2 separate regions of the Triticum aestivum genome follow, and region 2 is linked to region 1. Evidence: chromatin contacts called from public Hi-C data. All regions are on one chromosome and are shown on one strand. Each heading gives the region's core, a stretch centred on a gene start, on an enhancer-like site or on the middle of the called end of the contact. The rest is flanking DNA. Distances are from core to core; before and after follow the strand shown. Region 1 holds the start of LOC123046153. Region 2 holds the start of LOC123046162 (coatomer subunit gamma-2).

Region 1 (6,523 bases), core at 23-2,522:
AAGCAACTGATGTATAACTTTTGTCTTAGTAAAGCCTCAATATGTTTTGGTTCAGATATACGTATACTTTTCCCTGTTGGTTGGGGGCCGTAGTGATCAAAGAATTTGAGTTGCAGGGAGATCTGTCAATGAGTTGAACTTTTTTTTTGAGGAAATGAATTGAACTTTATTGAAGAGGCACTTGCTACCAACTGAAAGCCTCCCTCCGTCGGGAAATACTTGTCATCAAAATGAACAAAAGAGGATGTATCCAGATGTATTTTAGTTCTAGATACATCATTTTTTATCCATTTTGATGACAAGTATTTTTGGACGGAGGGAGTACAACGTTATTTTGAGTCTGATCAGATAAGATTTTTGGCAAATGCTGTTTGCATCCTTTTCAATTATATATCAATCCTATTTGTGGTTTTGCTAGACTTATGTTGATGGTCTAATCTGTTAATTTAGCATCCTATGGTCACTCAATAATCTTATGACGACGAAGCTGCTGACCAGCTGACTTTTTGCACACGCCTCTGCGTTTGTGTGCGTAGTTATTGTGAAGCCTGTCGTTGCTGAGGATAGACTGTGGACTAAAAACGCAGATAGAATGGATTTGCCCCTCTAATACTCGGACAAGTTTTGATATCTACCGTTCTGAATTACTGGCTCTATATGGTTTTTGCTCCTGCGTTATTATCCATGGATCGCCATCTATCTTGGGTCACATATCAACCTCTTGATGTGGATTTCCTGCAGAAGCTTCTGACCTAATTCATTTCCGCGTCATTGATAATTCGTATCAATTCATTTGTAGCCCCTGCAGTGGAATCACGGTATGTAGTGTCGTAACGTCGAATACGTCTGTACTGTACTGTAATGTAATCTAACCTGCAAGCTACGCACGCACGCTTTGTTTTCCGTCGTACCAAATTGACCTCTATTTTAAACCTGTTCTGGTTCTGCTGAACGCCCCGGCCGGGAGTGTCATTGAATTTTCTGTTGCCAGGAACTGTAACAGGATACACGTCAATTTGCAAGCTTTTTGAGAGAGGCGACACATGTTAATCGCCCAGTATTCCCAAAAAATGTTTACGCGGGTTTTACAGGAGCCACAAATAAACATTTCAACCCTGGCAGAAATCTGAAAAGTCCTCGCGTCCCAAGCATTTCTATCGTGAATAATGCAGGGCAACTTGGTAGAAGGATGCAGAAACCCTCTCCTCCTTCCCGAGTGGTAGGCCCCAACCCTTGTCCCCTAGCAGGAAGGATAAGCCCGCACACAAGCTCTCCTCTTCCTTCCTCTGCCTTCTTCTCCCTTGGTGCAAGGAGCTGGCTCCTTGACGCTGATGTGCCCATGCCCATGTGTGTGAGTGCCCACCCATATATAGCTTTCTCCCTCTGGCTCCTTGTCCCCTTGCCAATCAGTTGATCCGTCCAGCACCAGCAAGCAACCGGGTTCAGGTTCAAGTTTGATCCTCTAGCTTTTTCGGTTGCGTCCGTCGATTCGTCTGCCATGGAGGGAGGAGGCGTTCCTTCCGCCCAGGACGTGTGGGACTGGGAGGTGCTGCCTGACGAGCACAGGAGCTTCTACGCCGAGACCAGGGCCGCATCCCGTGCCCACGACGGCGGCGAGGTTCTTGCCGGTAAGGAAAGGGCCCGATCAGCCCGCTCTCGATCACGATTTACTTCGGTTTCCACTCGTGTTCTCATCCCCGTAACTGCAATTGATCGCGCGCGTAATTTCAGATCACGAAACCGAGGAACCGATCCTGCCTCCCCCGTCACAAGTCGACGCTGATAATGTTGACGAGTGCAAGGACATCGGCGTCGACGTCGACGTCGTGCCGGCCGGGGCCAGATCAACCCAAGAGGATGAGGAACCCGCGGCGCCGGAGCTGCTAGTCTCTGACGGCGACGGAGAGGAGAAGTTCCAGCCCTGTGTCGACGCCAAGGAGGTGGACGATGATGGCAAGCAGATGGCGGCGGCAGAGGCAGTGGAGTCAGAGCTTCCTCCTCACGAGTTCGCCGCGGGAGAGGAGGAAGAGGGCAAGAAGGAGGAGGACGGGGCGCCGCCGGAGTGCGTGGTGTTCAGCGTGGGGAAGCTGCGCGTGAACGCGGTCGGGGCGCTGTGCTCGTTCGGGGTCGCGGCGGCCACCGTCTGCGTTTTCCTCGTCGGCGGCAGGCTGCAGCACCAGAAGCAGCACCAGCACCACCAGCAGCAGAAGATCCAGCTGCAGTTCCTTGGCGATGATAAGGTTTGCTGACTCGGTCCCACCTAATCCAATCCAGAGCATCAGACTCCTTTTCAAATTAGTAACTCAACTTGAACCAATTACAGTATCAATCAACTGCGTTTTTTTAGAAACACACTACAAACACTCACATGCATGCACACGCACTCACCCGCATACGCTCACCCCCTATCTCTATTGTCATCTTGTCGAGCCGGCAGATCTTCAGATTGACGAAGTCGCCACGGAGCCTCGTACTCCCTTCGTTCGGAATTACTTGTCGCAGAAATAGATGTATCTAGACTAATTTGACAGGTGCACAGCCTAATTTGACCAGTTCCAACACGGAGTTTTTCTTCCCGGATTTGACCTGACCGGATCGGCGCCACGCCATCCCCTTCTTGTGCAACTGAATCTTGAAATAGCCTAGGATTGAACTTGAAGCTAACTAGTCATTATTATTTGTCCAAGAGAAGCCTTGCTGAAGTAGATATGCTTGTTGATTTGTGGATGTGCAGAGAATTCAGCAGGTGGTGCAGCAGACATCGAGGCTGAACCAGGCCATGTCATCTATGATGGGGGCAGGCGCGTCCACAAGGGCCAACATATCGTTCGGTGGCTTCTACGACGGCTTCTGATCCACCCGCCCGTGATTCAACTCTCGGATCAAGCACAAGCTGCTGGATTCAACTACGTAGATCTGATGAAGAAAAAGCTAGCTCATGTTATAGCAAATCGACAGCCTTGTTAGTAGTTGTCATGTACTCCAACGTATAACATAGATCACGCCACCTGCAAAAACAAAAAAAGACATAGATCACGTGTTTGTACATAATGCACGATATACTGGATGTAAATAATTGGGAGTGTTGGACCGTGGCCGGGGCCGGCTGTATGTGTATGCACATGAGGATGGATTCATTAATAGATTTGTTATTAAGTTCATAGATAAGGGATCCGATGAACGATGATAACGAGGCCAAGAAGAAAGAACTCGCAGAGTTGATTGAGTACCTTTTGGAGCTGGACGAGATCCAGTGCATGCAAAGGTCAAGAGTAAATTGGTTACAGAAGGGTGACCGCAACACAAGCTTTTTTCAGGTGTACACATCAACAAGAAGGAAAAAGAACTTCATTAAAATGTTAAAAATAATGATGGTGAATGACTGGAAGGCAATGCTAACTTGAACCCACATATCCAGAGTTATTTTGAGCACTTATTCACGTCTGAGGTGAACCAAACTGACCCGACATTATTGGCAAAAGTTGAAACTAAGGTGATCGAACATATGAATTCAATGCTCCTGGCCCCTTTTACCGTTGATGATGTTGGTAAAGTTGCTTTTAGTATTGAGGATTTGAAGGCCTCAGGACCAGATGGACTCCATGCAGTTTTTTTAAGTATTGGTCTCTTCTTGGTGACGAGATCACACAAGAGGTTTTGATTGCTATAAAATCTAGGGAAATTCCCGTAGAATGGAATGATACATCAATTGTGTTGATACCTAAGGTTGATAATCCAGAAGTGGTAACTCAGTACAGACCCATAAACTTATGCAATGTTCTCTATCAAATCATTTCTAAGATGCTTGCCTTACGCCTGAAAAGTATTTTGCCTGAAAAATTATCTCACCAACTCAGAGTGCTTTTGTTCCTGGGAGACTAATCACTGACAATATCCTCATTGCGTGTGAGTGCGTGCATAAGATTAAAGGGCCATTTGCATTTTCGTCCCTAACTTGAAACACCTAATCAGATATATCCCTAATTCGAAAGCCTGCTCAAAAATTCCCCTCCGCCGTCATGTGCCCTTATAGAAATACCCCTCCGAGCCGTTTCCGTCCAGTCAAGGCTGTTTGACCGCTAACGTGCCGTTTCTTTGACATTTTTGCCCCTCCTTCCGTACATCTGGGCCCAACTAACCGGTTCACTCTCTCTCCTCTCTTTATTCTTCCTCGCGACGATAGGGGAATTTTTGAGCACGCACTGGATCGGGCGTTTCTGCGGTTGGAGAGAGAGGGGCAGGTCGGGCACGGCGTGGTGAGCGATTTGTACGTCGGGCACGGTGGGCATGTCTTCTACGAGCTCGTCGGTGGCCGCCAATGTAAGTTTCAGTGTCGATTTGGGGGAGATATGGGCATATTGCGGAATTAGGGTTCATCAATTTGGGTTTTTTTGCTGTTAGGTTGATAGTGTCGGGATAGTTCAGTTTCAATCAGAGTTTTACATCCCTGATCTGACATTCTGTGGCCTTGAGGTTCGGTCGACGCGGTGGTGCCCTGGCCACGGGCTTATTCGTGCACGTCGCGTCGCCTGGGGAGGAGCAAGCTCCGGCAGAAGGTTTCTCGGCTGCCCTCTCGATGTAAGTGTTTGGCTTTTAAGCTTGATTCGATTCTGCTCTTTCTCCTCTTTCTAATTTGATCATTGATTTTGCAGCTTCATGATGAATGTGACTGGGTTATCTGGATTGACCCACCACCGACCAAACGTGTTGTTCGTGCATTTGAGGAGCTTCATGCAGGATTGGAGAAGAGCTGGCTAAAAGCTCATGATTTAGAGAGAAGGGTGATGAGAAGAACAAGAAACTGAAGCTGAAGATGAAGAAGAGGAACGAGCTTATGCAAGCATGGGAATTTATCATAATTCTTGGTATTAGCATTTTGGCCACATTTGTTTCTAGGTGGTGTAATAATCCATACTAAATGGATTTCTGTTTGTAGTGTATGCTGTGATGGAGCTTAGTTTGGGAATGTATTATCCCAGAACAATGTTGTGATTTGAGAATGCTGTGATTTTGCTATAGATTGAAATATTTGACCAAATGGTGTGTTGTGACAAAATAGCAGCTCACAAAATAGCATAAATTCTAAATTCATCATTGCACAATCAACATTGCACATTAAAGATAGCAGCTCACAAGTTCACCATTAAATAAGTTCATAATTTCAGCATCACACACTTAAGATAGCAGCTAACAAGTTCACAAATAGTTGTTAAACAACAAAAACAACACTAAATGATTCCAGTCACAGATCTTTCATCTTCTTGCTCCTGGTGTTGCAAGCAGGGTTAGTTAAGAGCCTTGAACACCTCCTTGTGGTGACAGTTTTGCTCACTTCTTTGCTTAGCTGGTTGCTTCCAGTTATAGATCCTACTGTAGGATCTGGTGCACACTTGAGCCTCTTCTTGGCTGGTGACATCCCTCTATCAGCTGCCTTTTTGTAGTTCTTTCTTCGGCTACAATTGAAATTAGAATATTAAATGAAGCAAAAAAGGAAATGAGAACATTAAATGAAGCGAAAATTGAATTGAGAACACCTGTTGCAATTGCACCTTACAGCAGATGACACCGTTGGTGCATCCGTAGCAATTGCAGCATCAGGTTCAACCTCTGTAGCATTTTCAGCATCAAGTTCAACCTCTATAGCATTTCAGCATTAGTTTCAACCTCTGTAGCATTTTTAGCATCAATTGCAACATCTAATTGACCATCTGTTGCATTTTCAGCCCCCTAGTGTTCTTCTTCCCAAAAAGCTGTGTTAATGGATTCCTTGCAGTGAGTGCCACGATAGCCAAGCCTTCCACACCTGCCACATTTCTTTATCCTTCCTCCATGTCCTTTTCCCTCAGATTTTGCCCTAATTCTTGTCTTCCTAGGTCTACCAGGGGCCCAATTTTGCAATGGAGTAGACAATTTAAACCCAGGGTCCACCACATCCCATTGTTGTTTGCCCTCCATTGCAGGCAAATTTTCAGCATAACTAGCATTGAATCTAGCAACAGAAAAGTACTCATGTACATACCGATCAATCTCACTTACTGAGCCTCTCATTGAATTAATAAAATACAAATCATGTATGCAAGGTTGTCCAGTTAACTGCCACTTTCTACAACTGCAAGTCCTAGTTTCCAAATGTATTGGATATCTCCACTCTCTCTTTTCCTTGTCAACTGCTGTGATCTCTGCCTCATATGTGCTTCTCTTCACTATCTCCATATCAAGGTCCTTAGATTTTGCATGAAGCATTTTCATGACTTTGGGGATTATGATGTGGCCAATGAATGTAGCAGCTGCAATCTGCTGTCTGAGATCAAACTTCTCCATTATAAACTATCTTATTTTGTCTAGCAAGTCCACAATGTGTACACCCTTCCATTTTTTAATCTTTGAATTAAAGGACTCAACTAGATTGTTACTAACATAATCTACTTTACACACTTCATTGAACAGTGACCTTGCCCATAGCTTGGTGTGATGCTCCTCTAAGTACTCCTTCACACCAACCTTACTGCGCAACTGCCTAAGA
Region 2 (7,244 bases), core at 3,823-6,322, 150 kb after region 1:
AATAAGGCTCCAACAAATGACATTAAATCATAAGAGTGTTGAGATGCATACATAATTCCGCAGGCTGGCCTCCAAGTTAGCTAGTGGAACATCAAGTGAACCAAAGAGAAAGTCGGTCACATCCTTCTCAGTCTCACCAACAGTAGCTTCACCATCAAGCAATTTGATGTAAAGTGTCGCTCTGTCCCGGACCTATAATGGAGAAAATAGTGTATAATATGTCAGTCAGAGAAGAACGGCTTCTTGCCAGGAAAGCGGAGTTTGACTAGTCATTTTATCTGAAGATAACAGTTTGTTTAGCAATTGGTACTTTCACAGATAAAGTTGCGCGTATGCATGAGGAAGAAACAAAACAACAGGTGAGGGAATCCGAAGTTAAAAGGACCACTAAAATATACAACATGGCATATAATATCTTAAATGAAACTTTCCACTGACCTCATCATCACCATCAAACAGGCAACGCCTCAAAAGGACAAATATGCGAGGCTGCAATGACAAATGATGTTAGTGCAACAACTTACAAGTGAAGCAAAGAAAAGCCAAACAATGCAAGAAAATATATAACAAAGTGTATGTATGTTGAAGTACCTTGAGTGCATCAACCAAAGCACCAAACTTTGCCAATGTACTTACTGCACTAGCTCGAACAGTGGCATTTTCAAGTATCACTCTATTGTATATATAGCGTATGTATTTACTAGGGTCTGATGTCTTCGGCCCTTCATTTCCCAAAAAGTGAAGGATCTGTTCCAAGATTAAAAAACAGAATTCCATTAGAATTTCGCAATTTATCATGAGCTGTTGGGGTATGTTGGCAAACTGCTTCTACATTCCTTAAGGGAGAACTTACTTAATATAGAGAAGTAAAAAATATCAACAAATATTTGTAAAGGCTAGCCCACCTAGACTGTGTTTGGCTATGCACTATATTGTGATAATACAGCTTATCTGATCAGTTTTTGCCTATTTCCTACTTCCATAGCTATTTTTCCGTAGCAGATTATAAAGTAAGTCAGGACAACACAGTTCAGCAACCACAAACAAAGCCTTAAGCATTTGAAAATCATTCTCTCATTCAAAATGACAGCATATTATGCGAACCAGGAAACAAAGCAAAATCTCACAGCTAGTCATAGTTTCAGGTTGCCTAAATTTTTGTTCCTGTTTTTTCAGAAGGAAATCCTAGTACATAGAGAGCAGAAGGTACGTAAAAATTAAACTACAGAATTAGGAGGTACTACGAAGTTTCAGCATCTTCACAATTAGTTTCCAACAAACGGCGAATTGGTAATCACCTGAGTGGACAGATACGTGAATTCACAGTCTTCGATGAATTCACATAAGTGAAATAAACCACTTTCTTTAGCATCAGGAATATCTCTAATGAGTATGATAATTGAATCAACTATAGCTTTCTTGTAGTCAAATCCACCCTCTTCACGTAGGATATTGCTCAAAAAGTTCATCCTGCCAACACGCACAGAAGTTAAAAGCACCGATAGCAAACTAGTAGCGATTCTTCATCAATATTATTAGAAACATATGCTACGTACAGTGAGCGATATTTGAGGGGGAACTTCAAGCACAAGGATCTAATTGCTTCTACAACAACAATCTTGAATTCGTCGGCTATGTCTGACATAAAGTTGGTCATCTGTTTCATTAAACGATCAACACTTGATTCATTGCCTGTCTTGAGCAGTGTGGTAATTGCAAGGGTTGCGATGCTCCTGTTCTGATCAGAGATTAAACTCTCCATATCTATGTTACAATTTGTAACGGCCAAAGGATGAGTTGATGCAACCTGTAAAGTATCAAATGAACATTGGATCATTAGTAGGAACAAAGAAAAATACCAAGGTAGTAATGAGCATGCAGTCCCATGAATAAAATAACATTGTGGTGCCAACTACAATTAGAGAACAGAAATAACTAATAGTGGAGTAATGGCTTGAGCATCCCCAAATTATGAAATTTGTAAACAGGATTAATATTCCGCCAGGCAAAAAAACAAATTAGTCAAGGCCTTTTCCCTACATATCATTAAGAATGATGGGAGTTTTTGTATAATAAACCACCGTAATTGATAAAGATCAAAGTGTTCAGTGAAATAGTGATTGGAGTGACCTGTAAAAACAATAGGATGACGATATAGAAAATCAACAAGATGACAGTTACATCTTCCAACCATATTATGTCTACTAGAAGATGGAACTGGAATGTTTATGTCAACAATTTATCGGCCCTTATCAACGGTTGGACTTCAGGAGTGTATCTAATATAGTAATATTTCAGACTTTAGGCAGTTGATTTAAGGATAACATGCTAACTTCAAGTCAATCAGAGTGAGTTTTAATATGAACACACAAAGGGATGGAATGAAGAAATAAAACTAGGCATCCTAAAACCATCAGATTTGATTGAAAAATTGTGATACAATCAAAGTAATACAAATTACATGGGAATAAAATTCAATATACATTTAAACAGGACAATATAAACTAGCATCCGTGAACAAACTAACCTTGTTAAGTGTGCGAACAGCAGCAAATCTAAGCACAGGTTTGGATGAACTTAAGAACAATTGCAGCACCGTGATTGCAGGTGTAAGCTCACGGCTGGTCACACCATTTAGATCAGTTATTGCTCGTGCAGCCTCAAGTATGACCATTTCTGCTTTGTTCCGGAGACAGGACTCCAGGAAATCAAAGAAAGGGCGGTCTCCACCTTGTGTATTCATGCCTGACTCTCTAATAACCTGTTTATGCCGGTCATGTTTCAGATGTCTACGCATATACAATTCTGCAGAATGCAAAAATCAGAAAACAGTACCTGGCTAGTGTACCGAATAAGTAGGCACTGGGCCAGAGGTGAGCGAACTGAACCCCTTGTCAGACTAGTGACAAGCTTGCTAACAGCCAACCGGTCATTTTGTCTAATCTGAAATTTAGAATTGAAATATGAATGTTTAGATAGCCCAGTAGGAAGAAAGCAAACAAAAAGTCAAGGGGCACTCATAGGTCATTTGTCAGAGGTATAGCATGTTTTCATGGACATACTTAGTATAGCATTGCTTTGAGAGGGTACTTAGTATTGCATGTTTTCGAGAGGGTACTGAACTACTGATCATAGCATGTTTCCAAGAGGGTACTTAGATAGCAAGCTTTCAAGAGAGTACCTAGAAATAGTATATGTTGTTTCAAATAGGTGAATTACATATCTGCATGTAGCTTGATTCATTTGAAAAGGTTTCAGAGATGTATGTCACTACTACTTAAATGAAGCACAAAACATGAACTCACTTGGTGAAGAAGAGCAAGGGCATGAAACTGAACAAGAGCAGCTCTCGACTGTACAGCCTCCTGAACCTCATTGCTCCATCTTTTCACAACTTCCGGACTTGTCTGTTCAGAATTAAAGCATATGACGGAAACATTGATAAGAATCTGTAGCTGCCAGTAACCTGCAATTGCATAAATGCACAAACTAAAATGTAGCACTCACCTGAAGCAGGTAAATGCCACTAACAAGGGCCGCACTGGCAACAACAGGGTTCTTGTCAACGATAGCTTGCTTCAAATACCTCTCAATTTGGGTGAGAAGAGTCGAATCAATGATCCGGCAAAGAACTCTTATAGCATTTGCACGATACATATCAGTCTTGCTATTCATATCCTTCATCAGAGAACTTGTCACTATAATAACCTACACGCGATTAAACACAAATGAAGTCAATCTCAGAGCCCACAAAATGCACATAACTGCAAAGTAAAAACCAGCATTCAGCAACCTCATCCGCTGATGGCGAGAGTTCCTTGATCATGAGGTACACCATCCTCCTAAGTCCAGCATCTTTGGACTGAAACAACTTGGTCGTAGCGAAGAAGACCTCTGTGGCCTCTACCTACAAGAAATTAACACAGTGAGGTACCTATCCAAGAGCACATGTCCAGGAACTAGCACAGAATCACCACTTTCCCAGCACTGCACAAACATGTGAGTCCTGTGTACTCTTAGATCCTCGGTTTAAAACATGTACAATTTACTTTTTTACTCTACTCATTATGTTCCAATAATGTTATTTACGGTGTTGAACTTGGCCAAAATAGCAGTTACTTTCAAAAAAGTACCAATGTTAAAACTTCAAATTTACATGATTGCACCTGCGTGATGCCGACATGTGGTTCAATCAAACAATATTGCCAACTTTACCATCCATGTGGCTCAATGTTAACTACCAGGCCCAGCAATTTGAATCCAGAAGCATAGCTAAAACACGATAAAAGAAAGATGGGATATACTGCATTGGAGTACCTTGGTAAAGGTGTCACCCTGGTTGAGCAGGTATAGAAGCTTGGTGATCACCTATGGTTATAGACAATGCATCAGTATTCATCCGAGTAAGTGAAATCAGAAGGGCGTTCGAGTTGAGATGCGAGATCTAGCCGGAGGAAGATCAAAACGGGATTGGGCAAGCGCACCTGGCAGCATCGCCGCGCGTCGAGCTGCGGGTCGTGGAAGACGCGGGCCTCCTGCAGGACGGCGCCCTTCTCGATGCCGAGGAACGGCGAGTAGTACTCTGCAGCAAGCAAACAAGCATTCAGTCCCAGCACATTACACTGCACATGGGCATGAGAGCGGCGATCCGCACCGGGATCGAGCCAGATCTAGGGTTCGGCGGGCAGCGGATCTGGGCACGCGCGACCAGACGCGCGAGCGGAGAAAGAGGGAGAGGAGAGGGGGCGATCGTTCGTGCGTGCGTACCTTCCTCGTCTAAGTCGTCGTCCTTCTTCACAACAAGCGGCTGCGCCATGGCCGCTACTGCGGTAGAGCGATGCGCCCGCGGGTTGGGCGCCCGGGCCGACGATGCCGCGAGAACGGCGGTGCAGAGCGGCGGCGCGAGGGCTCCCGCGAGTCTTTGTCTCGCGGTTTTGCGAGGGAGGACTGAACGGGGGAGATGAGGAGGAGGCGCTTACAGAAGTGGAGAAGCGAGCGGCATGGACGATGGATCTGAATCTGGAAGACGGCGGGGGGCGACTCGGCGGAGTAAGGTGCAAGCGTGCGTATTTACTTTCGATTCGATTGAACTATGGCCACTGAGGTATTTTTTTTATAAAAAACTAGTAAGCATGCACGTGCAAAAGTACGCATTATAATCTGCAATAAAACATCTATTTTGAATCTTATTTCTCTTTCAGGCTAGTTATAATGGGAGTAATTTAACTAATAACATAGCATACTTTAAGAAGTTTTTGCTTATGTGGCAAGTAATTAATGAGAGGTGGTAACATAAGGCTGGTCATAGTGGGGAGTAACTTAGACTAGTGTCATAGTAATGCAAAATAATATGATAGTAGTGTCATAGATGGCTTCATTTATTAGTTTGTTGTATTATGTTACCACCTCACATTAAATACTTGCCACATAAGCAAAAATTTATTAGAGTGCGCTATGTTACTAGCTAAGTTACTCCCACTATGACTAACCTAATATGTTACTGTAACATAGCGCTTTTCAAGACAAGATGAGTCTACAAGATAATTAATGAAGCCATCTAAGTTACTACTATTATGTTACTTTGCATTGTGAAGATAGTAACTTAGGCTAGTGTCATAACACTAGCCTAAGTTACTCCCCACTATGATCAGCCTCAGTGAGTTTTGTTACCGAGCCATTTAAGAACTCAGACACCATTGCACGCCACATCATCTCTGAGTCTAGTAAATGTTTGGCCTATTTCCTATTATTTGTATTTAAAATAGTTCATAACAAACATCAACCACTTTTGATAATAATTGTGGCCATGGTAATCTTTCTATTCCACCTTAGGGTATCTTTGATCCAGAATATTTTCATTGAAAATTCAGAGGGTTGAATTCATATGAATTTTTTTCTAGGCACTCTTATTATGGGAAATAATTCTATGAGACCAGGTCTCGCACGAGACCCATCCTGATGAATGACACGTGTCATTCACAAATCACAAAGCATCCCCCACCCCCCACTTAAAATCAGGGAGGAAGATTAGATGCTTTGTGATTTGTGAATGCCACATGTCATACATCAGGACGGGTCTCACCTTCTAACCGTCAGACCTGGTCTCATATAATTTTTTTCCCTCTTATTATATACTCTCTCCATTCCAAATTAGTTGACTCAGATTTGTCTAGATACATCTATATCTAGACACGTTTTGCTGTTAGATACATCCATATCTAGATAAATCCAAGTCAGCTAATTTGGAATGCAAGGTATTTTGTTTGTTTGTGCATTTGGGAAAGCGAGACTGATAACGGGCAATGATGGTTGATAGATGTTAAGGGGAAAATAAATCAACAGGGTTGTTTGTGCATTTGGGAAAGCGAGACTGGTAACGGGCAATGATGGTTGATAGATGCTAAGGGGAAAATAAATCACCTTGCATTCCAAATTAGCTGACTTGGATTTATCTAGATATGGATGTATCTAACACCAAAACATGTCTAGATATATCCGTATCTAGACAAATCTGAGTCAACTAATTTGGAATGGAGGGAGTATATAATAAGAGTGCCTAGAAAAAAATTCATATGGATTCAACCCTCTGAATTTTCAATGAAAATATTCTGGATCAAAGATACCCTAAGGTGGAATAGAAAGACTACCATGGCCACAATTATTATCAAAAGTGGTTGATGTTTGTTATGAACTATTTTAAATACAAATAATAGGAAATAGGCCAAACATTTACTAGACTCGGAGATGATGTGGCGTGCAATGGTGTCTGATTTCTTAAATGGCTCGGTAAAAAACTCACTGAAAAAGAAATAAGATTCAAAATAGATGTTTTATTGCAGATTATAATGTGTGTGTTGCACGTGCATGCTTACTAGTGCAATAAAACAACGATTACGATACTCAACATCCGAACAACATCCCCCCTCCCCCCCCTCATCGTAACGGTTGATGTGTCTCGAAGTTGTGACTCGAGTGAAAACCGACAAGCTGTAGCCCTTTATGTTGTTGTCGAGATAGCTAGGAGCGGAGAGTGTTGTAGTTGTGGTGAGGTAGCCGTGCCAGGGATGACATGGTCATGTTGAGTTAATCACCATGGAGTCGCGGGCACAAGAAGGCGCCGTGTTAGTCAGGGGCGCAGTGGTGCGCCGGGAAGAAGACGGTGTTGACGAGGCATCGCGCTGGGTTTGCCAAGCCCAGGGACACTCGTGGACGAAGGCACGCATCAGTGTTGCCAGCACCGGACA

The links. Hi-C and Micro-C count contacts between places; a contact is called where the count stands out from the background.
Region 2: a contact with region 1 is called in a Hi-C map of leaf, with 5 times the contacts expected there. The contact joins the promoter of LOC123046162 here to the promoter of LOC123046153 in region 1. A contact is called at or near these places in 4 of 5 Hi-C or Micro-C datasets (leaf and an unstated tissue) and 1 of 1 datasets of contacts at active chromatin or transcription factors (leaf).

Annotation. Positions count from the first base shown.
Region 1 is chr1A:284,334,801-284,341,323 of IWGSC CS RefSeq v2.1, forward strand. LOC123046153 reads left to right here and starts at 1,273. Exons shown (of 3, transcript XM_044469449.1): 1 at 1,273-1,628; 2 at 1,732-2,240; 3 at 2,735-3,161. The coding sequence starts at 1,499. The coding sequence ends at 2,854.
Region 2 is chr1A:284,479,249-284,486,492 of IWGSC CS RefSeq v2.1, forward strand. It overlaps LOC123046162 (coatomer subunit gamma-2), which reads right to left and starts at 5,073. Exons shown (of 18, transcript XM_044469459.1): 1 at 4,768-5,073; 2 at 4,485-4,582; 3 at 4,318-4,368; 4 at 3,794-3,907; 5 at 3,508-3,708; 6 at 3,306-3,407; 7 at 2,836-2,943; 8 at 2,528-2,761; 9 at 1,557-1,807; 10 at 1,299-1,470; 11 at 592-747; 12 at 439-489; 13 at 52-192. The coding sequence starts at 4,816.